Linked DNA regions of Mus musculus: all the other regions are linked to region 3. A link is a contact called in public Hi-C data. All regions are on one chromosome and are shown on one strand. The core of a region is the stretch at or near the end of the contact, and the rest is flanking DNA. Distances in the headings are between cores, read along the strand shown. Region 1 has its middle 90 kb from the start of Gm31650. Region 2 has its middle 71 kb from the start of Gm31650. Region 3 overlaps Myt1l (myelin transcription factor 1-like).

Region 1 (2,963 bases), core at 27-2,526, 530 kb after region 3:
TTACTTGACTTGCAGTGACTGTCGTCAGATAGAGTTGCTTGTGTTCTTAAACAGAATGAAGCTTTTTCAGTACAAAACAGTGGCAATGGCTGGAGCCATTGCTTAGGGAGTCCTGTGGACAGAAGTGTTGTATATCTGTGGCTTCTATCTCATGGACTCAAGGCCTGAGGCCTCTAGCCAAGAGCCCAGGCTCACAGGCACCCGCTCCAGGAATGGGCAAGGCACATGTGCGGGGTGGCCGAGATAATGAACTCACAGATATTGACAATGACTGACCTGCTTGTCTTCTCCAATCCACAATTAGAACAATTAAAGACAAGTCAAATGACAATAGGTGCCAAACTCCAAGCAAGGACATCACAACAGGCTGTGCCCACCATGAAACCTCCAGTCTTCCTCCACCTGACAGGCCATGGAACTGAGAGAGGTCTGATGAAGAAATCAGGAGGGTATGGTCTTTCTGTCATGCTATTCGAAGTGAATGGAAGACACTGACCACACGCAAGGACCTATGAAGGTGAGCATGAACGTGAGCATTTAGCAGCTGTGGAGTCTGCTGGGCCTATTCTGGGATACAAAGCAGAAATATACTCAGAGAAGGAATATGGCAAACCCTGGCCCATAATGAGGATGTGGGTGCCCTTGACTTCCCACAGTGGGACCCAGAAGTCCTTTATCACCAGTGTGGGGTATGCTCTATGCAGGAGTGTACATAAGACATTCCTTTGTATGAAATAGAACAATTGGTGTCCATAGCTTTCTTCCCATAATCTTATTAGTCCACTTAACACTAAAGTGTAGAAGCAAGCCCAGGGTGAGGCATCATTTATCAGAGTGCCTGGGCTATCAGCAGATGAAGAAAAGAGAGGAGGCCCCTGGGGATGAAGACAAGACAGAAAAGGGAGTGGGGCAGGAGGCGTTTCTTGACTATGAATTAGGACAGGAACTTTTACTTGGGCCAGTTCATTTTGAGGAAGTGAGACCAGCTCACACCTTATCATGTTTACCCCTAAGCTTCCCGGGGACTGCCCTTGCTGGGCACTCCTCCCAAGCCTTCTTTCCCTGGGTGTCTTGATGAACACATTTCTTCCTTTTCACTGCCATTAAGGACAGACCCTGGGAGGAAGGAGAGATAGGATGCCAGCTCTGCCCCGGGATGCTAATGACACCAGCTGCACCATTTCTTGGAATCTTCTTGCAGAGGAGTAATGCTCACTCCTGCCGTCTGGCTGCTTGCAGAAGGGGTCAGCCTGGCTCCTGTCCCAGCCTGCCCAAGCAGAGAAGATAAACTAGCTAACATGAGCAGGCCAGCCACAGGCCCTGCGGCTCCCCAGAGAAGGTCAGGATGGAATGAAAAGCCATTTCTATTCGGTCCCGTGTGGGGCAGCCAGGTAATGCTTCTTTCCATGGGCAAGCGGCCACATAGAGCCTGCATAATGGCAGCACACGATGAAACCCAAGAGCCTGCACACATGTATGAATATGAAGGTTGTGTGTGTGTGCATGTGTGTGTGTGTGTTTCTGAGAGAGAGAGAGAGAGAGAGAGAGAGAGAGAGAGAGAGAGAGAGAGAGAGAGAGAGAGAGAGAGACTGACAGCACCATATGGAAGGAGCCTGAGCACAAGGAGAGTATGAGGTCACTGCAGGAAAGTGTCCTTGGAGTCACATTATCCAGGACCCACTTTGCAACCTGCTCAAGCCTGGCACAGACACAAATAGCCACATGGCAGCCACAGCTGCTGAAGAAGGGAGCGGCTGGCTTACTAGTGGGAGCTGGCTGCCCACTCCTTATCTCAGAATTGCTTGGCTACCTCCTCTGGCCACTGATCCAACTTGGGAGGGACCTGGATGTCTTCGGAGCAGACTAACCACCTAATTCATTTTGCATATGTTCCTTTTGGCTGGTACTGCCACCAACTGGTCCCTAAATCAACCTGGTCTGATGTGGAGGTAGAGTGCACCAAGGTCGCCTGCACATGCTAGCAGTTTGCTGCTTGGGTGACCTGGCTAGCTCTTTATCTAGATAGACAGTGGACTTTGTCAAAGTCACACGTTGTCCCACCCCACCTGCATGGAGCAAGTATCTGGATCTTCAGGTATAATCGTTTGCTGTCAGTGACTTCAGCTTGTCAGGCAGTGGAGGAGACAGTAGGAGAAATCACAGTAATTGGTGCAGTGACTCCAGCATGCCTTAGCTCTCCAAGAGCTTGTTACCTACTTTTAATTAGGGTACTGGAAAGAAGGGCTGATTTTATTCATAAGAAGCCAACAGCCAGCCTTGCAGTAACTATGAAAGGACAGTTGATATCAGGTAGCAGGTAGAACCCCATGGCACTTGGGAAACCAAGGCAGGAGGATGATGAGTTTGAGGCCACAGTGACTCTGTCTCAAAACAATAGGTAGGAGGAAAAGGAGGAAAAAAAGGAAGCAGAGGAAGAGGGTAAAGAGGAGGAGGGGTGGGAGGAAGAGTGGGAAGAGGAGGAGGAGTGGGAGGAGGGTGGGAAGAGGAGGAGGAGTGGAAGGAGGGTGGGAAGAGGGTAGGAAGAAGAGGAGTGGTGGGAGGAAGAGTGGGAAGAGGAAGAGGGGTAGGAGGAGGTAGGAAGAGGGGTGGGAGGAGGGTAGGAAGAGGAAGAAGAAGAGACTAAGAAATGGGAGGCATGAAGAGATGTGAACCAATGGTTCTGGGGTCAACCAAGAAGTACATCGGCTGAAGGAACTGGTAGAAACAGGGCCTATGGCTCAGCAGACCATGTTCTAGACAAGGCAACCACCAGGATTTCAGCATACCATCAGGCTCTCTGCCAATGGTCATCCCTGCTGTTCTTTGACAGTCTTTTAGAGTATGCCTTACACTTTCTGCTATGGCAACAGTTACTGCACAGAGCAGGAAAACATCCACCCAGGCCAAGTTCCCTCCAGCATGTGATCAAAACTCCCAAGGAAAGATCAGCTCTGCTCACTGCT
Region 2 (3,023 bases), core at 392-2,891, 510 kb after region 3:
GAGCAAACTGAGAACTACAGACTGGCCTAGCAGCTCTGTGAGTGGCTGTGGGTTCAAAGCCATGCCTCCCAGCTTAGATGACCTTTCTCCTCAGCCGTCTAATCACCTCAGTGACCTCAGACCTCTGGTACAATGGGACACAGAGGAGGCTTGCAGCTCCCACAAACCAGGTCTAGACACAAACCTGGTGTCCAGCCATCTCTCCTCCCCGCCTCACCTTCATTTCTGTTTCTGACCACCACCCCTAGCTCTGCTGTTGTTGATGGACAGCACTTGGGAACTATCTGTCTTCAGTGTGAGAAGAACTAGCTTGACCAAACAACCACAGTGCCCAGCCCTCTCATCCAGCCCGTTAGCCAGTGTTTCTAAAGAGGAGGAAAATAAGGCCTGGCAAGTCATGATGGCTTTCTAGGCCAAAATTAGGGACAGGGTGGGTGGTCACTGGAACACTGGCACCAGTGAATGCTGCACCCCAAAGTGTAGCCTGGATGAGGATGAGTGAGACTGAGAGCTCACGGCATCCCTGAATTCTGTAGGCAGCACAGGTTGCATTGTCAGGGTAGTTGCTAGGACCTGGTTTGTGAGAAAGGCCATCTTTGTGGCATTGGCTCTGGAAACTCCTTAGGTAAGAGCTGGGGACCTCCCACTCTCATGACTGGACTGGTTATATCTAATCTCACCTTTGCAATAATGAATGCTTGCTTATCCATTGCCCAGGTGGTATGCACAACTGAGAATAGCTCTCAGAAGACCACCCTTTGTTCTGGAAAGAAGGTTCTCTGTGTGTGTCCCCAGGGGTCTGTGAAATTTAAGCTTCTGTCCAAAACATGGGCCTGAGGTTTGACATCAACTTCTAGAAGAACAAGAGATCCCACATAAGCCCGCTCCAGGGTCTGTGTATCATTAGGAGGTGTGGTGAAAGGCAGGGATGCATGCACAAGCAGAGGGGCTGCATCTCAGTGGAGAAGAAAACTTGGAAACGGACAAGGCATGTCCAGACCTTCTACTGAGCCCACCCCCCAGTGTGCACAAAACCTGGCCTGGGGGGATGCAGTGACCCCTCGGCTCTCTAACCAGCTCAGTGAGCTCAGACCTCTGATACAATGGGCAGCAAAGGAGGCTTGCAGCTCCCACAAACCAAGTCTAGACACTTGGTCTCCAGACACTCTGACTGCTGCCTCCAGTCTCCTCTCAGCGCTAGCTTCCTGACACCCCCACCAACACCCCACCCCCACCCTGGCCCGAGCTGTGGCGAGGAAGCTTGCATCCTTTCTTCACGTACCTGAGACCCTCTTCTCCTCCCTTTCTGGTGAGGTGAGAGAATGACCTGAATAAAGACAAAGAGGTAAGGGGTCTTCCCCACACCCACGAGATTGCCTGGGCCCATTTGCTGCATGGATGTCTGACAGCCCAGAGAGATCAGACAGCTGAACGCCCTTGCTGTCCTGGAAGAGGCGGGGAAGCCTCTGCATTGCTGTTCCAGGAATCCGCTCTGGAAAAAAGCCGCTGCCAGCTCTGAGTTCATTAAATGGCTTCTGCCGTATTAATCTTTTGTTTCTGCTTAATGGAGGTTACAGTGAATGGGAGGAGGTGAGTTCCCAGGGCACAGGGCTCAGTGTGGAATCACCATGGGAACGGCAGCTTGATCTCCATTGGGTGACTAGTTCCCGAGGCCCACTCAACATCCTCTTTAAGGGCTCAGAGTGCAGGCTGTACCCTGTTCATCAGTCTGCAGGCCAAAGGGAACAGAAGCAAACAGATCTGCAGGTCACTGGCTACCACGCAGCACTGGCCCCGTTCGTGCCCTTCTTGTCCCGGAGGGCTCTGCTAGTACCAGAGGGAAAACGCTGAGTCAGGAGCTTTCTGGCGAGCAAAGAGCATGTCCGTGGCCCTGCTTTCCCGGCAGACATTTTCTGAGCACGGAGGGCGAATCCAGCTGGCAGAGGAGCCGGGTTAACTAACCAGAGCCTGCAAGCCACAGGACCAGGGCTACATAGGGAGGCAGAGAATCAGAATCAGGGAAGCAGCAATAATCCCTGAGAAATACAACCCAGCAGCCCAAGGCATCCTGGGAACCAGAAGCGACTGAGAGTGGGCACAGTTGCTATGGTTTAACTGATCCTTAAGGACTGATGGGCGCTCGAGTTGTTTAATTCTGTTTTCTTTCCCCAGGTGTTTTCTTTCAGGTTCTTCTTAGAGCCTGAAAGCTGAACCAACAGTGCTGATACAGGAACAGGCAGGACCAAGGCCAGGGACAAGGGGCATGGAACTGAGAGAGAAGCTGGCTTTTCCAACTATAGGGACCCCACCTCTCTCTCTCTCTCTCTCTCTCTCTCTCTCTCTCTCTCTCTCTCTCTCTCTCTCTCTCTCTCTCTCTCTCTCTCTCTCTCTCTCTCTCTCCCTCCCTCCCTCCCTTTCTCCCCTTCTTTCCGTTCTTCTTTCTTTCTCTTCCTTCCTTTTTTTAAATTGGGTATTATTTTTTAATTTGCATTTCAAGTGTTATCCCCTTTCCCAGTTTCCTCTCTGGAAACCCCCTTTCCCATCCTCCCTCCCCCTGCTTCTATGAGGGTGTTCATCCACCCACCCACTCCCACCTCTCCGCCCTGCCATTCCCCTACACTGGGGCAGCGAGCCTTCACAGGACCAAGGACCTCTCCTCCCATTGATGCCAGACAAGGCCATTCTCTGCTACATATGTGACTGGAGCCATGGGTCCCTCCACGTGTACTCCTTGGTTGGTGGTTTAGTCCCTGGGAGCTTTTGGGGGGGGGCGGGTCTGGCTGGTTGATATTGTTGTTCTTCCTATGGGGCTGCAAACCCCTTCAGCTCCTTCAGTCCTTCCCCTAATTCCTCCATCGGGGTCTCCCTGCTCAGTCCAATGGATGGCTGTGAGCATCCGCCTCTGTATTTGTCAGGCTCTGGCAGAGCCTATCAAGAGACAGCTATATCAGGCTCCTATCAGCAAGCACCTCTTGGCATCCTCAATAGTGTCTGCATTTGGTGGTTGTATATGGGATGGATCC
Region 3 (2,832 bases), core at 81-2,580:
TTAGTTTCCCTCTGTTTAGCATGGTTCTGCTTAGCAATGCTGAGGGTGGGCTAGCACGTTAGCTAAGTATAGAGGTGAGACTGGAAGGCTACCCGTGCACAAAAATGAGGCTAGCCCACAAGCCTGGTACACTGTGGCTGGCAGACTAGTCACTCACAGATGTGCTTTCTCCAGACTGGATGACACAGTGCCAAGGAGCAGGTGGGCACACAGGAACTGGACCAGTTTCAAATGTGCGAATGGCAGATTGCCACACTTGGATGCATAAGCAAGTTTCAGGGTTTAGAAATTTTCTAATTTCCCTCTGGCCCCATGAAAGGGAATGTGCATCTCGGTCTCAGGGATAGAGGTCAATATCTTCCACACCACATGTAAGGGTAGAGTTTAATTTATGGCCTGTGTTAGGGGAGGAGCAAAGCCACCTGAATGTCAGGGCAGTGGAGGTGTCTGTGGAGTGCTCAGGTCCACGCAGGAGGAGGTGGACCTTTGAAATAGCCATTGGCTACAGAATAAGGCTGAGATTGTTTGAATGAAACCTACTTGTCAATAACAGCTCTATCCCTGACTGGGGACTGGGTTTGAACAGATTAACTGTGTTAGCCTTCACGTCCTGTGTGATGATAAGGCCTGTCACTCAATAGCTAAGAGAATATTTCCTGAGAAGTGATTCAGTAGGCTTGTTCAGTGGTTGATTTTGCCAATGCTGAGGCACTCACCTGAGAGAAACCATCCTGAGAGATACTGAAAGGAATAACAGTTCTGGTTGGAGGTGTTTCAAGAGACTCTGTGTTTCCTACTCACCAATGACCTACACTCGGCCTTATTTTCTACTGTAGGGAGATTTTAAAGCTCTTCCTAATTTAAAACCTAGTGAAAGTTAATTGAGAGTTTATTCCTTTAACAAGAGTAAGCTCAAATGAAAATGAGGTCTTATATCCAAGAAAGAACAACGATAATTGGCTCCTCCTACCCCCACCTACAAAACCTTTGCAGCAAGTTCTACGTGTTAGGCTGTCCTTTACAAAGGTATAATTTGTCACCTAGTAAGAAAGAGGTTCAAGATGCACTCTTCCTACCACAAAAGAAAAAAATAATTTTCTCACTTTCAGGGTTGTCATTGTTTTGCAGAAGGTTTGCTTTCAGGAACTCGGCCAGGTGAGACCACCTGTTAGCCATGAGGCTGTGGGCCTGCTCACAGCCAGGACGGTAGCTGTGGGGCTAGAGAGCCTCTCTGAGAGGAGCAGAGAAGGGCAGGCCCACTGATTGCTCCTCTCCCCCTGCACTGTTTGAGCTCCTAACTGCTGAAGCGCTTGCTGCCTGCCACTCTCTACCAGCAGGTGGCACCTTTGGGCCGAGAGAGGGAGCTGGGGCTGCTTCACCTGCCCTCCCAGGCATTTATTCCTATCTGACTATTCAAGACTTTAAGGCTTTCTTAAACTCATAGATTTACATATAAAATTTCCCAGCCTTAAGAAATTTCAATATTCAAAACCACAATTTTCTGCAGCCTCAAGTGAGGAGATGAAGATTCCTCTAAAAAAGGGCCCTGCCTCTCAGGCCTCTCCTCCACTCCGGGCCTGGGGGAGGTGTGTGGAATCCACTTTTCCTGTCACGCTGGTAACCATCCCTCTAGGAGCACATCTTCCCAGGAAGGGAGGCCCACGTGGGACAATCAGAGGCAGTCTGTGTGCACAGCTTGGGTTTTTGAAACCACAGAAGAGATGGGCTGGGTTTCCATGGAAACGGCCCTCAGCTCCCTAGGGGGAGGCAATGGCTTGGCTGTCAACACTGAAGTGCTTCTGGCAGGCCAGGGGAGGTTTTAAAGGACACTGTTCGATGGCCCTTCTTGCTTTCCTAACAGCAGCCATGGACAGCAGTAGGGGGGTTATTTTAGGCTTTTATAGTTAAGGATGTAAAGTTTGTTAAACAAAGTGCTTCGCTTTATCGGTATATTTTTTCTCATTACAATGGGAATATGAGTAAGAAAGGAAATGAGGAATAAGTAATCTCATTTCATACTCTCTGCTTCTTAGATTGTGAGACAAAACACCCCGGTCTTCTTGCTATAACCTGGTCTTGTCTTTGTGATAATAAAAGAAAATAATTTTTGGTGGTACATATTGCTCTCTGGCTGTGAACACTGGTCTTGAAGAACCATGACAGAAAAATAATTTTTAAATGTCTTAAATAGTGCTTAACTGGAGAGACATGCAGATTCAGGGGACATCCAGAAGTTCTCAGAGACCATTCTGATCCCAGGGCACAGTCCTCTGCTGCCAGGGAAGCTAACTGCTGCTTACTGGGGTCTGAAACCCCTGGCCACTCTGCCTTCTGTTTTTCTACCTATTTATCATCAAGAAAACACAGAACCTCTTTAAGAACAGCCACTGGCCACACCTACCCAGAGAGTATCAGATATGTCCTCTAACATAGAAAAAAAAATGACTATCAGTATACTGAAATATATAATCTTAAAGTCAGAGAACTCTGATTTAGAAAAAGATGGGACAGTAGCCAGCACACCTCAATTGTGATAGGAATTTGTCCTCAATGGGACTCAAGCCCCATTACACAGCCCCATGTGGTACCCTTTTTATAGAACCATAACCTGGAGAGAGAATAGGAACAGTTACTGACTGACATTGTCTTCCTGGTTAATTATTCATAAGTGTCTAGAAAATCCTTTCTCTATATCATCCCCACACTTTTTAAGAAGACATAGTAAGAGGGTTAAATCAACATTTAGAATTATGTTAAGGAGTATAAAGTATGATGTCATGATAAAATCTCTGGTAACATGTGAGCATGATGCTATGATAGGTGTGTCCCCTG

Evidence for each region. Hi-C and Micro-C count contacts between places; a contact is called where the count stands out from the background.
Region 1: a contact with region 3 is called in a Hi-C map of the N1E-115 cell line, with 3 times the contacts expected there. The contact joins two enhancer-like sites. A contact is called at or near these places in 2 of 484 Hi-C or Micro-C datasets (the N1E-115 cell line and cerebellar granule neurons) and 1 of 115 datasets of contacts at active chromatin or transcription factors (astrocytes).
Region 2: a contact with region 3 is called in a Hi-C map of cerebral cortex, with 4 times the contacts expected there. The contact joins two enhancer-like sites. A contact is called at or near these places in 1 of 484 Hi-C or Micro-C datasets (cerebral cortex) and 4 of 115 datasets of contacts at active chromatin or transcription factors (astrocytes, bone marrow-derived dendritic cells, neural progenitor cells and 1 more).

What each region holds. Positions count from the first base shown.
Region 1 is chr12:29,347,659-29,350,621 of GRCm38.p6, reverse strand. No RefSeq gene overlaps it. Among named protein-coding and RNA genes, the nearest start is that of Gm31650, 90 kb to the left of the region's middle. Within about 2 kb of position 1,276, at least 14 of the 459 cell types and tissues checked have an H3K27ac peak or open chromatin away from gene starts, as enhancers often do. A contact at or near this core is called in the N1E-115 cell line, where this site is marked.
Region 2 is chr12:29,367,144-29,370,166 of GRCm38.p6, reverse strand. No RefSeq gene overlaps it. Among named protein-coding and RNA genes, the nearest start is that of Gm31650, 71 kb to the left of the region's middle. Within about 2 kb of position 1,641, at least 113 of the 459 cell types and tissues checked have an H3K27ac peak or open chromatin away from gene starts, as enhancers often do. A contact at or near this core is called in cerebral cortex, neural progenitor cells and stem cell-derived neural progenitor cells, where this site is marked.
Region 3 is chr12:29,881,904-29,884,735 of GRCm38.p6, reverse strand. The region is part of intron 18 of Myt1l (myelin transcription factor 1-like); the gene reads right to left. Among named protein-coding and RNA genes, the nearest start is that of Gm46346, 32 kb to the left of the region's middle. Within about 2 kb of position 1,330, at least 80 of the 459 cell types and tissues checked have an H3K27ac peak or open chromatin away from gene starts, as enhancers often do. A contact at or near this core is called in the N1E-115 cell line, cerebral cortex, neural progenitor cells and 1 more, where this site is marked.